Linked DNA regions of Sus scrofa: region 2 is linked to region 1. Evidence: chromatin contacts called from public HiChIP or PLAC-seq data. All regions are on one chromosome and are shown on one strand. The core of a region is the stretch at or near the end of the contact, and the rest is flanking DNA. Distances in the headings are between cores, read along the strand shown. Region 1 overlaps LIMCH1 (LIM and calponin homology domains-containing protein 1). Region 2 overlaps LIMCH1 (LIM and calponin homology domains-containing protein 1).

Region 1 (5,874 bases), core at 1,737-4,236:
AGCCATCAATTAGGATGAGACTGGAGCCAGGCCTCCCTCTACCCAGGCCAGGCTTTCACAGTCCCACCTACCACCTTCCAAAGGCACCTATTCTTATGACAATTCCATCACTACCCTCTCTTAATAACCATAGCTCTTCACTTTGGATTGGCAATGAAACAACACAGAAGCCCAGGCATGTGGTGATTTAATCAACATTATCAGACCACGATCCTCTCCAGCACTATCTCTGAGTGCTTACTGTTGAGGATAATAAGATGCAATCTGCAGAATTCATTTACATTTTCATCATGTCATCAGAAAACCAGAAGGAGCTGTTTATGGCCACAGATTGACAGACTCCACACACACAAAAAAAAAATCCAATTAAGTATACAAGAAATCGAGCTCCTGCTGTGGCACAATGGGATCAGCGGCACGTTGGGGGAGTGGGTTCAATCACCCACGCTGGCACAGTGGGTTAGGGATCCAGCATTGCTGCAGCTGAAGCTTAGGTCGCAACTGTGGCTCTGATCCTTATCCCAGGAACTCCATATGCCTCAGGGCAGCCAAAAATGACCAGGAAAAAAAAAAAAAGAGTATGAGAAATGCTCCAAAGCACCGTGGAAGCACTGCATCCTTGGATCCAGCCATTGTATGCACTAGACAGAAAATGGGTCTGTCCAGAAACATGCGATCAGGTTTAGCAGTAAGTATGTTTGCACATCCTCAGGCTGTTCTTACCTTCCAAAGAGACAGAAGAGAGACTGCAAAGAAACACAAATAACACTCATGAGCTTTAACACAACCTAAAGTGTGCACAATGGATTTGAGAGCAAAGGAAAAGAAACAAAAAAGTTCTTTGGTAGCCCATTTTCTGGAAAGAAACTGGGCTAGTGGAGAACTTCTGGGCTACGTGTGTGTTGCCTCCATCCCCAGGAGCAGAGACAGGCTTCAGCCATGGTGTTATTTTTACCTGTGGATCATGTCACCCCTTAAATACTTCAGTTCATGGCTAATTTTGATGAATAGTATACAGAACTGTCACCTGGTGCTCAGCACAGTGAAATACAAAACTTCTGAATTAGGCAAATCTGGGTCCAAATTTCAGTTTGGCACTTAGGAGCTACATGACACTGGCCCAGTGGCTTCATTTCTCTGAGCCTGACCCATCATCTTTATTTTTTTGTTATTATTACTATTTTTCTTCTTAGGGCCACACCCGCAGCATATGGAAATTCCCAAGCTAGGGGTCAAACCAGAACTGCAGCTGCCAGCCTACACCACAGCCACAGCAATGCCAGATCCAAGCCACATTTGCAACCTAGGCTCCAGCCTGTGGCAACACCAGATTCTTAACCCACTGAGTGAGGCCAGGGATCAAACCTGCATCCTCACAGAGACTACGTCAGATTCTTAGCCCAATGAGCCCCAAGGGGAACTCCTGATCCATCAGCTTTAAAAGAAGGTTGTAGAAGCCCACTTTCCAAGGTAGTTTGAGGTTAGAATCATGAGTGGAAACCATTTAATAATATATTTATGACTGACTGGAAGTTCTATTTTTTCTCAAGCTTCTAAGGAGAGGAAAAAATCCACCCTGCAGTGTCTAAATCAGGTGGTTGCAATTGTCGTTCAAAACTATTGCTCAAGAGAAAGCATCGTTGAAGCTCATCTGCTGCTTCACAGATGGATCTGGGCCAGTGGGTGCTGCGTACAAAATCTCACGATGTCATATGCTCCTCTACACACTGTCTGGATGAAATGAGGCCATGAGGAAACAATTGGGCAAATCCAAAAAATGACACATTTTATAAGAAAATTGGCCTTCAAAAAGCCAGTGCTGTAAAGAAAAGGGGAGACTTTTCTTTAAGAGACTTCAGAGACACGACAACAAATTGCATGGTGTGTGCCTTAATGAAATCCTGGTTTAAGAGAAGATTTATAGGTGATGTTTTGGGCACGATTGGGGAAAGCTGAATATATACAAAATATCAGAGCGGAGTTCCCGTCGTGGCGCAGTGGTTAACGAATCCGACTAGGAACCATGAGGTTGCGGGTTCGGTCCCTGCCCTTGCTCAGTGGGTTAACAATCCGGTGTTGCTGTGAGTTGTGATGTAGGTCGTAGATGCGGCTCGGATCCCGCGTTGCTGTGGCTCTGGCGTAGGCCGGTGGCTACAGCTCCGATTGGACCCCTGGCCTGGGAACCTCCATATGCCGAGGGAGCGGCCCAAGAAATAGCAACAACAACAAAAGACAAAAAGACAAAAGACAGAAAAAAAAAAAAAAAAAAAAAAAAAAAAATCAGAGCATGACTTTGCGTTATTAAGAGCGACAGTGGCACAGTGGTCATGCAGAAGAATGTTCTTATATCTCGGAGATGTGCAGCAAAGTATTTAGAGGGAAAGGACCCGATACTGGTAATTTATTTTGAAAAGGTTGAAAAAATAGGGTTATGTGTGCCTACATGTACCTAAGAGGTAAATATAGAAAATATTAACACTTATTGAAACTCGTTGGAGGGCATATGACCTATTTGGACCAACTAGCCTGCCTGTCTTCCTTCCTCCCTTCTTCCCTGACCTTTCTCTTTCCCTTTCTCCCTCTCCCTGCCTCCTCCCCTCCCTCCCTCTCATGTTGCAAAATATTCATAATAAAATGCTGTCTGGAGCATTCAGCAGTCCAGGGAAAAGTCTCCCTCTCCCTGCCTCCTCCCCTCCCTCCCTCTTATGTTGCAAAATATTCATAATAAAATGCTGTCTGAGAACGATTCAGCAGTCCAGGGAATGTACTGAGGTCAAAAACCTGTCCGGTGCCTCCTCGCTGTTTCTAGAAGCACTTGTTCATATTTGATGTCACTGATGACAGTTCACTATCGGTCATTTCATGTATACTCAACCCACTCTCTCACCTGCTCAATACACCGAAATGGCTTTTGTCAGCCATCAAATCGACATGACGTTAGCACTGAGAATGGGAAGGAAGGCAGGCCAAGCCCCTTGGCTTCCTGGTTTGGGGCAAAGAACGGGAACTAGAGGATCTGCCAAGGACACACAGTCCTATGACAGTTATAGGGCTGTCTGAAGAACTGATCGATTTCACCATTTGATATTCTACTAACTGAATCATTTTTAGCTAAGAATCCAAAGTAACCACAAAACTCTTGTATTTCACCAGTACTTGGAATTTTAAAACACATCAAAGCCTAGTTAGAAAACTACTAGAATACGCCCATACAAGTTTTTAGATTACTAAGAGAAAATAAAACATGAGAAGTGGTCATTGTACAGATAGGATGATCATGATTTAAACAGCCTGTCCTTTTATTTTATTTTATTTTATTTTATTTTATTTTATTATTTTATTTTTGGCTGCATCCATGGCATGCAGAAGTTTCTGGGCCAGGGATGGAAACTGCACCACAGCAGTGACAATGCCCAATCCTTAACCTACCGAGCCACCAGGGAACTCCATTCTGTCCTTTTAAAAATTGGTATGACTTGAGCAAGTCAAACTATGAAGAAGAGCAAGGAAGTAGTCAACATAAAATGAGAAGAGTGACTTTTAAAAGGAGAGAAGGAATTATCAATGGGGGGAGCCCAGGATGGGCTTCCAGGATGACAAAATTGTACTTCTTGAATTGGATCTACTTCTTTTTTTTTTTTTTTTTTTTTGTCTTTTTGTCTTTTTAGTGCCACACCTGCAGCGTATGGAGGTTCCCAGGCTAGGGGTCTAATCGGAGCTGTTGCTGCCGGCCTACGCCACAGCCACAGCAATGCCAGATCTGAGCCACGTCTGCGATGTACACCACAGCTCACGGCAACGCCAGATCCTTAACCCACTGAGCAAGGCCAGGGATCGAACCCGCAACCTCATGGCTCCTAGTTGGATTCGTTTTCACTGCTCCATAACGGGAACTCCTTGGATCTACTTCCTGAGACTGTGATTCTAAAACTGTTCACCTCAAATAATTAACTAAACTACAAATTTATGTGGTTTTCCCTAGTTGTGTTATATTTTATGATTTAAAAGATTTTGGAGTTCCTTGTGGCTCAGCAGGTTATGAACCTGACTAGTATCCATGAGGATGTGGATTCGATCCCCAGCCGCACTCATTGGGTTAAGGATCCCATGTTGCTGTGGCTGTGGTGTAGGCTGGTTAAGGATCCACTGTAGCCCTGAGCTGTGATGTAGGTCGCAGATGCAGCTCAGATCTGATGTTGCTGTGGCTGTGGTGTAGGCTGGCAGCTGCAGCTCTGATTCAACCCCTAGCCTGGGAACTTCCATATGCTATACATGCAGTGCTAAAAAAGCTAAAAGAACAAACAAACAAACAAAACAGATTTTAAGGAGGGACTGGGGATATATAGGTTGACCTCATCTCTAGAGCGGTGCAACCCCTTTGTTTTCTCTTTGTTTTCCATTTGGTTTAACTCAGAAAAGGCTTTATAGTAAGAAAATACCACTTGTAAAAGGTTTTTCATGCACATGTAACAGAAATATACCGCCATCTAATAATATTCCTTGTCTACTATTAAAATGGTGACTGGCACGACGGAAGACAGTGTGGAGCTTCCTAAAAATAGAGTTACCCTACGATCCAGGGATTCCACTCCTGCACATATATTCAGAAAAGACAAAAACTCTAATCTGAAAAGACACCTGCACTTTAATGTTCACAGAAGCTCTATTTACAATAGCCAAGACCAGGAAGCAAGCGAAGGGCCCATCCACATATGAATGGATAAAGAAGACATGGTACATACATACAATGGGACATTACGCAGACATAAAAATGAATGAAATAATGCCACTTGTGGCAACATGGGTGGACCCAGAGATTATCATACTGTGTGAATGACGCCAGACAAAGACAAATATGATATTATATCATTTATATGTGTAATCTAAAAAGTAATACAAAGGAACTTATTTACAAAATAGAAACAGACTCACAAACACAGAAAACAAACTTATGGTTATCCCATCTTCTGGGATTTTACCCTTTGAATGATTCTAGGCAGACACCTGGGGTCAGGAATGGCCATGGTGCCTCTTCTCCCATCTTCTATCAAGGGTTCTGCAGTTTGAATCTCAACAGTTGTCTACAGACCCCTAGTCAGGATTGGTTGGAGGCTGAAAGTCAAGACAACTTGGCTCAAGCCACTTGGCTCAAGTTCTCTAATAACCAAGGGCTTCTGGCAAATCACTCCAGTTCTCTAAGAAAACTCGGCACGAATCTAGAGATGCTCTGAACCCTCTTCCACCCCAGCCTCCCAAGAAATTTTGATGAGGATAATAACAGCATCTTTAACTGAATCTTTTTTTTTTTTTTTTTTTTTGCTTTTCAGGGCCACGCCCACAGTATATGGAGGTTCCCAGGCTAGGGATCCAATCAGAGCTACAGCTGCCAGCCTACACCAGAGCCACAGCAACATCGGATCTGAGCTGCATCTGTGATCTACACCACAGCTCACGGCTACGCTGGACCCTTAACCCACTGAGTGAGGACAGGGATCGAACCTGAAACCTCATAATGCTAGTCGGATTCGTTTCTGCTGTGCCATGATGGGAACTCCATCTTTAACGGAATCTTAATTGACTCACATGCTCTTCCCTTCTCTGGTATGTTTGTCAGAGCTACCACAGCTGGTTGCACAGGTTGTGCCCAGAACAAAGGTGCCCAGCTGAGGAGACAAGTTGGGGCTGGATGCCAGCCTGAGCAGTCTTGGTCAAACTACACAAACTCTTCCTAATTCACATAAAGCCACTGTCTGTACCCAAGCCCACAGAGTCCCCCCTGTGATGTATTTCTGAGTTTACACGAAGGTGTTCAGTGGGCTTTCAGGGCCCTGGTAGAAATAGTATTATTATTTTCACCCCTGTTTTCCAGGAGAA
Region 2 (5,826 bases), core at 408-2,907, 190 kb before region 1:
ATGGGAACTCCTCTGGATGCATTTCTCTGTGGCTTAACACTCAAACACTGAACACCCAGATGACCCAATTTCTCTTCGCTTAAAATGAAGGTTACATACTATTGTTACTGTAGCCACAATCAATATTTACTGTATTTACACGTGTCAGTATAATTATCTTCCTTAGTTCTCAGCACAAGTCTATTAAGTTTGTACCAATAAGATTCCCTTTATACACAGGTGAGGAAGCTGGGGCCCAGGAGGCTAAGCGACTTATCCAGTGTCATGCTGCTAGTAGGTGGGGAGGTGGGAACCCCGACTTGTGTGGGTAGCCTCAATGCTCCACCATCTGGGCTGGGAGTCACACCCACTTCCAAGTCATCCTCAGGTATTTAAAGGTTCTTGACCCATAAGAATGGGGCCAGAACCAGAGCATCCCAAGTTTATTGCTACAATGGTTCAAACTGCCTTTGCCACACCCTGTCCCTCTCATCCATTCGGGCTCATCCTTTCCTTTCGACCTCTCATCCATTTATCATGCAAAAGATGAGAACCCTCCAGAATCTCTCAGGACAGGGGGCAATTTAGCCATGTCTTCACTTCCCAGGGCAGTTGAGGCCAGACCACCGCAGCCATCCCCGCGTCTTGGAGCTTTCCATCCAAGCCAGGTTAGGGGTGGGGGTGGAGGTGTCCGGGGGCCCAGCACTGTATCTGGCAAAGAGCCAACATGGAATCCGTGCCAGGTAAGCCAATGTTAGATACAAGACTTATGGCAATTATACTCACAGGTTTCGTTTCAATGCATCCTAGTCACCCAAATCAGGCTATGACTAGCAAAATATTCAAGATAAATTAAGAGAAAAGGCAAGTTACAACAATGTGAATAACATGAGCCCATGTTAAAAAAAATATTATAAATACACCGAGAAAAAGAAGAGAAGGACACATTTTTGAAACTCTTGATTTCGGAGTGGCTGGAGTAAGAGGGAGCTTCCATTCTCTGTATGGTTTTCTGTATTCTGTTACATATGCACATAGACTGTATGGAATCAAAGGAAATCCCCAAAGCCAGTTGAATTAACTTCTGTCTGGATCCTCCATCCTGAAGGCTTGTTACTTCTGTACACCCATCATTACTGCAAAGGAAATGAGTTCGAAATTGGCAGTTTTAACCAGGGCGAAGAGACGCGGGAGAAACACACCCGCCTCGCTAGGAAATGTGCTTTCTGACCCACACTTCCCTTCGGTTACATCTGAACAGAAGAGATGCTTTCCCTTCTCCAACTGGTAACACTGCCTCAAGAATGAAAGCAAGTAAATAAAAACAGATCCCTGGACACGAATGAATGAGAGCATAGAGAGGTTACGGGCGCCCAAGCCAGGAGCTGGCTTTCCCTTGACTGAGGACAGCATCCAAACTGGCTCTGGTGCCAGACCGAGCCCTGAGGCCACGAGTGGGAGGTGACAGTCTCCTGGCTTGAGAGGGACGTGGTCCCTCCCGCCACAAATCTACCTGGCACGGGCTGCTCATTTTAACAAGAACCTTACTGGTGGACCAGTCCAGAGCCCAACTCTGAGGAATGAATTGGAAATACGGGGCAGGAGAGGAAGAATGGGGCTGCTTGAGGGGCCCTGCTTCTAGGACAGAGGATGGAGCTTGCACGAATCATTTCACCACCGAGGGCTGGAAGACGAGATGTCCAAGGTCCTTTCCTGAGCTACTATTCGGTGACTCAGAGTGATTTCCCGGCTCTAGTCTTGAATAACTCATCTGGACACCAGCCTGGAAAACCAGACTATTTATGTCTTGGCATCAGGACTCAGGTGCCACATAAGCCACGTGTGTGTTTCCCCTTTCACTTTTGTGTCACCAAATACCTATATTCACTGGACAAAAGAGGAGCTACATGCAGCCCTAGGCTCCCCACTCCTCAAACTTTTCAAACCATGTGCAGGTCTGATCCAGGTCAGATGGACTAGGTTTTTTTGTTTGCTTTTTTTTTTTTTTTTTTAATTGTCCCTTTCTTGCTTGCTTTCTTTCTCTTTCTTTCTTTCTCTTTTTTCCCTTTTCTTTTCTTTCTTTCCTTCTCTCTCTCCCTTCTTTCCTTCCTTCCTTTCTTTTGTTATGCAGGATAGGATAAGAACACTGACCTGGGTGATTCAAAATGGGCCATTTATCGTTACCAAAAACAGGAGACCTGCCATCAAACAATGAAGCCATGCAGATATCAGCCTTGGAGCATCTCCCTGGAATCTTTTTCCCATACAAATAAGGGGTCCTTGCCTGAAACCCATCAGAGGATCCAAATGCACCCCCTTAGACACTCAGGGTGTAGGAGGAAATTAGTGGCCTGGGGCAAGAGAATAGGGATCCCCAAACTGATCCACGATATAGGAATATAAGGAGAGACCCAGCTGTAGCCAGGGCCAGTCCCTACCCAAGGTGGCCTGCTCTCTCTGAGGGCATCGGTAAAACTTGCTGTACATTGCTACATAATTCTTTTTTCTTTTCTTTTGGTCTTTTTAGGGCTGCACCCACAGCATATGGAGGTTCCCAGGCTAGGAATCAAGATGTAGTTGCCAGCCTACGCCATAGCCACAGCAACGCGGGATCTGAGCCCTCTGTGACTTACACCACAGCTCAGGGCAACACCAGTGAGCAATGCCAGGGATTGAACCTGTGTCCTCATGGATACTAGCTGGGTTCGTTAACCTCTGAGCCATGACAGGAACTCCTGCTACCTGACTCTTGATTGCAAACTCCGAGGCAACCAGCAGGAGCGTTTTTCACTCCGGGCAACGGGCTCGGGGCAGTGGACTGGAGCCACTCATTAAAAGAGCCCAGGTCAGAGCTGCTACACTGCAGTGTTGGTTCAAGAGGAAATTCCCTCCAACCCAGAACTGCTCCCATCCTGAGCTGATTGCTCCTGCCTGGAGAGACCGCCTGCCTCCATCCCTACGTGGCAAGACCAGTGGGTCTATCCTTGTGCTCTTGCAGCTCCTCCAGGCCAGCACAACCTCCCGCCAGACTGCCTGTCTGCATCCTTGGGGAACGAAGCCTGCTGGCTCTAAAACTGGCTCCAAACCTGGCTCCACTGCTGTGCTTCTCAGCCTGCACCTCCAAATCCTTGCTGTGTGTAGGCAAGGACCGAGGAAAAGAAAGCGCAGAGAAGACGAACCTCACATTTTCTTTCTTTCTCTCCTTCCTTCCTTCCCTCCCTCTGTGTGGAGGTTCCCAGGCCAGAAATCGAAGCTGAGCCACAGATGCAGCAGGCAACGCCGTAACCTTTTAACCCACTGTGCTGAGCCAGGATCAACCCACACCGCCCCAGAGACAATGCCAGATCCTTAACCCACTGCATCCTAAATACCTCTAATGACTTTTAAAAGAGCATTCAATCTAATGCTCTTGCAACTATTTCTGTGTTGAGAAAAAGTTTCTAGAGAAATATCTCTTGACATTAGCCATCTCAAAGGAATCTGCAGTTGGTCTCAGTTGTAAGGAAAACAGCACCTACTCAAATGCCTTCACCCTGCTCTCAGTGCAAAATGAAATGCTTCAAGAAAGATCCGATTGTCTGTTTTCTTGAATCTGAAAACATTACCAAAGAACTGAATTTTTAAAAGGCGGGCCTAGAGCTTTGTCCAGGTGGAAAAAACAGACCTATCTTGTTAGTTAGCTTGCAAAATGCAGGTGAAGTCGTTCAGATACCTAACAGCTGAGTCTGGCTGTTGGTTCAAGAGGGAGAATTGCCACAAAACTGGGGGGAGGTGACCGCTGGTGGGAAGGGTGTGCAGGACATCGATTGGGATGAGTTGGCAAGAGGGAGAGGACAGGAGGTCAAGTGGTGGGAGTCCTGGGGGTCGCGGGGTGCAGTCTAGGTGGCAGAGGGAAGCCACAACTGGGGAAAAGTGAATAAGAGGAGAAGCAAAATGAGCTGCAGGAGGAAGCATGTGCACATCTGCAAGGGCGATCATCCTCTGGAAAAATCTGCTCATGTCTGCATGCTTCCTCCAGAATTACCGCTGGAACGACTGCCGGGCAGAGCTGGAAGATGACAGGGAATCCATCCCATGTGTTTGAAATTCACATCTGTTCAAGACGGGGATTTTAACGACCTTACTTTAACCTTAAAAACTTTGCACCTATCACTCTTTCAGGCTTCTGAAAAACTATATGGTAACTTTCTCTCTTCTGTTAGTTGAATGACACTGTTACAAACAATTCAAGGGCAAGTCTGAGTCACCGTGACATTATGCTAAGGGCTCTATATATCTGAACTCTCACAATATTGCCTATGCTATTATTACACTTTAAAAAATATATATATATAAGCTCAGGCTCAGGTGGGTTTGACCTTTGACTTAGTGCATGGAGTATTATATTATTATTTTTGGCCACACCCGTGGCATACGGAACTTTCCGGGCCAGGGATCAAACCTACCACAGCAACGAGCCACGGCAGTGACAATGCCAAATCCTTAACCTACTGAACCACCAGGGAATTCCCGTGTGGTGTACTTTAGGTATTTTAGGAAAGGGTCATTTTTGGCACCATCAAGGCAGGAAGGGATTCAAACACAAGTATAACTCATGTGGATCAAGAAAACCTGGATTAGCTTTAAGGGAGACATCAAACATCTTTCAAAACATCTCTCTGCAGGTCCCTAAATAGGATAAATTAGTCCTTCGATTTGGAGTTCCCGTTGTGGCTCAGCAATAAGGAACCTGACTCGTATCCATGAGGACTCAGGTTTAATCCCTGGCCCCACTCAGTGGGTTAAGGATCTGGGGTTGCCATGAGCTGTGGTGTAGGTCACAGATGTGGCTTGGATCCCGCTTTGCTGTGGCTGTGCTGTAGGCCGGAGGCTGCAGCTCTGATTTGACCCTTAGCCTGGGAACTTCCATATGCCATAGACGCGGCCCTAAAATATAAAAAATAAAATAAAATTTAAAAGATGAGTCCTTAGACTAGAAGACTTTCCAAATTCTTTTCCAATCCTGGAGTCTAGGAGCCTAGTATGTGGGCTATGATATGGTTTTCTTAACGAAGCCAATATTTTAAAATGTAAAAGAAGTGAGTGTGAGATTTCCACTTGGAAAAGTCTCAGGGAAAACCGGGAGGGGCCATGGCAGTGCGTGGCGTCTAGTCCTCCTCACCTGTTTGCCCTGCGCTCCCCTCTCAGGGTCCTCTTGTGGGCTCCTCACCACTGTCCATGACTTGGCTTCTGCCAGTTCCAGTGCATGGAAGAGCTTGCGTCTCTCCTCCATTCCAAAGCAAATCCCACAAGTTTCAAAATCCACATTTCACATAAAACATTCCCGACTAGACTAACCCCAACCTAGAGTGATCTCCCCTGTCCTGTGCCATCTTATATCCCTCTAGTCTTCTGACTCTATTATCTAGCACTTCATTAAATATTACTTTAAATACTTTCCCAGTTGCTTTATGAAAACTGCTTTCACAGCAATTTTATGAGTTTCTTTTTCTTTCTTTCTTTTTTTTCCTTTTGAGGGCCGCACCCATGGCACATGGAAGTTCCCAGGCTAGGGGTCAAATCAGAGCTGCAGCTGCCAGCCTACACCACAGCCATACCATACCAGATCTGAGCCGCATCTGCAAACAATGTTGCAGCGTGTGGCAACACGGGATCCTTAACTCATTGAGCAAGGCCAGAGAACGAACCTGCATCCTTATGAATACTAGTCGAGTTCTTAACCCACTGAGCCACAACGGGAACTCCCGAGTTTATTTTTCCTCTTTCAAAAATGGGGTACAGAAGTAGGCACATGAAAAGATACTCATCATCACTGATTATATTAGAGAAATGCAAATCAAAACTACA

What was found. HiChIP or PLAC-seq counts read pairs in DNA pulled down with a chosen protein or histone mark.
Region 2: a contact with region 1 is called in an H3K27ac HiChIP or PLAC-seq map of skeletal muscle, with 4 times the contacts expected there. The contact joins two enhancer-like sites. A contact is called at or near these places in 2 of 47 Hi-C or Micro-C datasets (both in embryonic fibroblasts) and 1 of 2 datasets of contacts at active chromatin or transcription factors (skeletal muscle).

The regions. Positions count from the first base shown.
Region 1 is chr8:32,556,568-32,562,441 of Sscrofa11.1, reverse strand. All of the region lies in intron 1 of LIMCH1 (LIM and calponin homology domains-containing protein 1), which reads right to left. Among named protein-coding and RNA genes, the nearest start is that of LIMCH1, 130 kb to the right of the region's middle. Within about 2 kb of position 2,986, at least 9 of the 83 cell types and tissues checked have an H3K27ac peak or open chromatin away from gene starts, as enhancers often do. A contact at or near this core is called in embryonic fibroblasts and skeletal muscle, where this site is marked.
Region 2 is chr8:32,743,027-32,748,852 of Sscrofa11.1, reverse strand. The region is part of intron 21 of LIMCH1 (LIM and calponin homology domains-containing protein 1); the gene reads right to left. Among named protein-coding and RNA genes, the nearest start is that of PHOX2B, 100 kb to the left of the region's middle. Within about 2 kb of position 1,657, at least 9 of the 83 cell types and tissues checked have an H3K27ac peak or open chromatin away from gene starts, as enhancers often do. A contact at or near this core is called in embryonic fibroblasts and skeletal muscle, where this site is marked.